2 separate regions of the Gossypium hirsutum genome follow, and region 1 is linked to region 2. Evidence: chromatin contacts called from public Hi-C data. All regions are on one chromosome and are shown on one strand. Each heading gives the region's core, a stretch centred on a gene start, on an enhancer-like site or on the middle of the called end of the contact. The rest is flanking DNA. Distances are from core to core; before and after follow the strand shown.

What was found. A called contact is a pair of places that touch in the nucleus more often than the background predicts.
Region 1: a Hi-C map of leaf shows a contact between it and region 2, with 4 times the contacts expected there. The contact joins the promoter of LOC107955737 here to the promoter of LOC121219503 in region 2. A contact is called at or near these places in 2 of 34 Hi-C or Micro-C datasets (both in leaf).

The regions. Positions count from the first base shown.
Region 1 is chrD07:48,091,217-48,094,050 of Gossypium_hirsutum_v2.1, reverse strand. It overlaps LOC107955737 (COBRA-like protein 2), which reads left to right and starts at 1,486. Exons shown (of 6, transcript XM_016891546.2): 1 at 1,486-2,266. The coding sequence starts at 2,164.
Region 2 is chrD07:47,760,728-47,763,431 of Gossypium_hirsutum_v2.1, reverse strand. It overlaps LOC121219503, which reads left to right and starts at 1,352. Exons shown (of 2, transcript XM_041097773.1): 1 at 1,352-1,642. The coding sequence starts at 1,530. It overlaps TRNAI-AAU (transfer RNA isoleucine (anticodon AAU)), which reads right to left and starts at 1,406; the gene lies at 1,333-1,406.

The DNA of each region.
Region 1 (2,834 bases), core at 237-2,736, 330 kb before region 2:
AACTGGCCATAAAGGGCAGCTTATTGGAAGCACAATACACAAATTGTGATTATATACATAATTGGTCCACACTAATCCGACCCACTCTCTTCCATATTTTTATTAATGATTTTTTATAATTCATTCATGAAAATATTTTTAAATATATATATATATATATTCTATTGACTGATTTTACTTTTAATTATTTGAATTCTATAAATAATTGCATAATAAATTTATTCTTAAACTTTAAAATTTAAACATTAAACACAAAAGGTTTAAATTGTAAACCCAAACATAAAATCATAAAATTGTAAGCCTTAACACTAAATCTTAAAATTTTAAACCTTATTCAAGAGAAATTCTAAACACTAAATGCTAAAATTTAAAATTTAAACCCTAAATCTATAACATATATAAAAAGTAAACACATTAGGTACTATAGATATTAGACCCTAAAATCGTGACAGCTGGCCTTTCGGGGAAGGTTGGCTTGGATGTCGGAATGAAAAGAAAGGGAAAGAGAGGGGAGGGAAGGTAAAATAAATAAATAAATAAATAAATAAAAGAAGATGAAGATAAAATTGTGTGTGTTTTTATTTTGTATTTAGAAGTATATTATATATTTATTATTATAAAATTTAACAATTTTTTATGAGTTAATAAATCACATAAATTTTTATTTTTTTCGGTGTTAAAAGAATAAATTCATATAATATTTTTTAGTATTTTTTAAAAGAATTACAAATGTAAAAAAAATACGTATGATAACTATATCTTGAATCAAGCATTACAATTTATGATCGAATATAGCTCATACTTCACATTAAATTTATGTATTTAAAAGAGTTTCATCTACATTTTGACTACAGGTTGATTTAAGATTTGCATTCAAATGGTTAAGGAAAAAGGTTTAAAAAATAAAATTATTTAAATAACTTCAATTTTAATTTGTAATGGCGTATTTAAAGATTTATTTATATGTTACAAGTACGCTCATTTCCTTTAGATATTTTTTATTTTAAAATAATATTTAAATAAGTGAATCTATGAAAACACTCCCAAATTATCACTTAAAATGTTTATTATCGATTGGCTAACATTATTTAAAAGAAATGAATAAATTTATATTTTCACTCTTATATCATTTTTTAAAATTTTATATGCTAAAAAAAAAGGAAGGAGGGACCATTCTCTACATTTTCCCTTAATTATAAAGATTTTAGAATAAGAATAATAAATAACTCACTGTCTCATTTCATAAGGATTGATGGTCCTACCCGGAATATATTAATAGCTAAAAGAAGAAGGGCGACGAACCATTAGCAAGTATTGCGTGGCGCCGACGACTGGCTTAGCTTTCTCTAGAACCCCTGTATGGGGCTGTCATTTTCTATTAACTCACAAACAACTGTCACCCATCATCCAATCTTTATTTCAAACCTCCTTAATCAAGCAAGCAAACATCCATCTATATAACCCATTTTCTTCCCACTTTCACACACCGTGTTTCATACGCCATTTTGTTCAATACCTTATCATGCGTTTTGCTTCTTTTTTTTTAACTAATTTCTTCATTTATATTTTAAATTAGAATAATTAACATCGAGAATTAAATTTAGTTGATGATAAGTCTAAATTAATTTGTTTTTATTTATATTTAAATCAAATGATTTAATTTTTAAATTTAACTTATGTTTGAGATGTTCGAATTCTTTTAAATATTTTTTTTATGATTTGATTTTTGATTAAATGTTTGCTTTTTTTTATTATATTTAAATTTATATAATAATGGTGGTTCCTTCCGAAACTAAAATTTGTGTTTAATTAATACTAAATTATGACATCCTTATGCTATAAGCAAGATTAGACAAAAACAAATTAGTCTGTGATTTGCTAAGATGAAAATGAAATTATTTATATATTTTTTAATGATTGTTGATGTTAAAGTTCTATATCACATGATTAATGAAAACAATTTTATAATTTAAAAGAAAAAAAGGCATTTTACAGTGAGATTAAAGTGTTCCACTACTTAAACTCAAAGTCTTAAACTTTCGTGTCATGTCCTGTTGGACGAAAAAGCTATTCATCTCCGTTCTTCTCTCTGAGTCTTCCCTGTCTGCCACAGATCTTGAGCCGAAGTCAATAACAAAAGAAGACTCCTAAAATCCTACAGAAATGGCTAATCTTTTTTTGTTCATTGCTAGATCTTTCTTCAACCTAAGCTCTTTCAGCTTCTTGCTTCTGTTTTTGCTCTCTTTCTCGAGTTTCACTGCAACAGGTCTGTACAAACTTTCTCTTTCTTTGTCTGGAAAGTTGGAATATTTGAGGTTCTTTTTAAAATGGTATTTTGATTCTTGAACGAAGTTGGTAAAATGGGCTTTCTTTAATTATGCGAAAGCTCTTCCTTTTATGGTCTTTTGAGTCGTTTTTCCTACGTTTATGTTAATGGATTTTTGTTGGTTTTGCCTGAGATTTAACTTGTCAATTATATTTCCATAATAGGCTATGATTTTTCTATCGAAATCTTGATTCTTTTGTTATCTTAATGAACAAAGCAAGTTGTGAAACTCAACTAACTGTGATTAAAAATGGTAGCCTTTAGATTGAAGGGTTTAGGAAAAAATTAGCAGTTAATGATGAAATTTGAGTAATTTCCATTTATTTAGAATCATAACTTTCCTTTCCCTTGAAGAAAACTTAAATGTCTTATCATACAGTTTCCATGCATTATTGGTTTAGTGAGAAAATGAACTTTTGAACTTTGGACCTCTACTATTTGATGTCTAGTGATTATCTGATATTGATTTGCTTCTTTATTTCTAAATGTATCATAATGGGTGATTAGT
Region 2 (2,704 bases), core at 103-2,602:
GTGAGACAAATTGATGATTATGATTACCTATATTGAAATTATGGGCCAAATTACACACTGGGCTTAAAGCTCACGCCTAAGTTCTTTCAAAATTATACAATCATTTCTTTTGCTAGTACGATGTAACCTCCGTGATCCGACCATAAAGTCTAGGCCGGGTATGGGGTGTTACAGATTAACCCTTTCAAATTTTATGGTTGTCCTTCTCAACAGCACTATCTTCAAGGTTCAAATATGGTTTTTTTTAATTTAATATATATTATCATTATACCTAACTTGGTCACCTAACCCGAGCTATAAGGTATTACAACTGTTAAATATCACTATCATTCAAAGATTCGACATAAATAATCAATAAATCTATTAAATGACATTAATACAAGTATAATGAGATTTACAATCAAAACCAGACATTAATCGAGCATTCAAAACTCTTAAAGTAACTCAGAATCAAATCAAGACTGATTTGAAACTTAAAAAAAAAAATTGAAGTAAAATGAAAACAGGTTCCCATTTGCTATCATATCTTAGCATGTGACTTTTTGTAGTTTTATTATATTTGTGAACATCTAATATATTATATTTTATGTTAATGTAATAGTAAGAGATTCTTTTAAATGAATATTTTGGTTGACATTAAATGTTGTGTTTAATTTTTTAACTCTCTATCCATTTCCCTTATAAAAGAAACTTATATATTTTATAAGAAAAATTATTTATCAACAAATTTATATTTAGCATGTAAAGTTTGTTTTATATACAAATCATATCAAGTTATATATATTTTTTATTTTTAATATCAATAAAATCTTAAAATTATGAAAATAAGGAAGTTTAATATAAGATTTAATCCTTTTTAATTAATCAAATTTATTGTTTATTTCATAAGAATAAATTTATTTATTCATTTAAGGATAGTAAAAATTATAAGTTTGAAAATATAAAATTTTAATATAAACATTAATTCTTTATTTATTATCACATAAATTTACAAAAAAAATGTTTTAAAAAATTAAAATTATAATATTTTAATAAAATTAAAGTTTAGATAAATATTATTAATAGAAAAAAATGAAATTTTAAAAATTTTATGAAATAGTAATAAAAATAAAATGATATATTAAAATTAAAATTTTTATTTATTTAAAATTAATTTATCTAAAACATATATGATTAGAATTAAAAGTATGAGGTAAATTTTATTTATAATAAAATAATTTACCAATGAAAATTAGAAGTTTTGAACAATTAGATGGGCTTTCGGCTAGAAATCAATAACCAAAAGTTCAGAACTTATTGGCCCAAGCACACTAAATAAAAAAAGATAAAAATTGGCCCATGCAGGTCTCGAACCTGCGACCTTCGCGTTATTAGCACGACGCTCTAACCAGCTGAGCTAATAGGCCTCCGACGATCAATAAAATAGTTAATAGTATTTTTTTAAAAAAAGGAAGGACATTTCAAAACTGCAGGGTGACCGATTGAATCGATAAGGTTTAAGATATCTGAACAGAAGAAACGTACGAATAATGGAACACATAACAGCAAGCGAAGTTGCAGGCTTTGGAGTTGGCACTTTGTTACTATGTGCTACAATTGCTGCCCCCAAAGTTGATGCTTTCATTTCTGCTTCTCAGAGAAGGTAATTGCAACTTTTTTAAACCCATTTCTTTTTGCTGTGTTTCCAAGTTTGAATCATTTTTTTTCTTTTTCTTTTTTGAGTTTGTGAGTAAAACTCAGTTTTTTTTTTACAAGTTTTGAAACTTCGAAAAAGTTAACATTTTTGTTACTGGGTATGAGTAAAATTTGGTAATTTGATTGTTAGTTTGGTTGATGAATTCTCAGTTGTGATACCTTAAGTTATTTTGATTTAGCTGTTGTTGTTGTTCACTTTGTTGGTTTACACTTGGATGTCCTTTGGACATTAGGAAAGCTATCATTGTACTTTAATTCAATTTAAAATTGCAATGCCTTGTATATTAGGATTGATTTTAATTGTGGGGTTATTTTGATTCTTTATAAAATGATTGCCATATCTTCATGTTTGATTTCTGTTCTTTGTGATTGATTCTATCTCAAACAAATGCACTGCCTTACCTAGAGTTATGTGAAAATATCTCCCCATCCACAAAATTCTTGTGGTGTAAGCTATTCTTAGGTAACAAAAGAAAATGGCATCTGTGTGGAGTTGTTGACCAATGTCTTTTATTGTCTTTTACTCATGTTGTACTAGGATTTATCCTAGTTGGTTCATGCGGTAACTTTGAAGAGGTAATGTTTAGCAGGTTTAGAGGTCAAATTCTGAAATCCGCAATACCTTCCCCTATCTCCAAGTTATGATCTCCTTTGGAACAAAAAAAGGAAATGGCCCTGAAGTACTAGACTAAATTTAAGTATAATGCTTTTGGAATCATCAGCTTGGCTTTCCTCTTTGTGATGTAGTTATCTTGCTGTAGTACTTATAGTTCACTTATTTTAGGAAAACTTGGATGCCTAGAATGGAATGCATATAAAGGTTGCCTTTTTGGTTTTTTTGAGGATAAACTTAAGGATTAAGCTAGGAATGGCTTAGGGCAAAAAGGGGTGAAGGTCTAGAATCATTGTCAAGTGAATGAATTAAGTCTATCTCTTTCTAAACCAAGTTGCACATCAACTTTATTGTATTAAGGTAGGTAATATGTCTTATCCAATATCATGAGGTTCC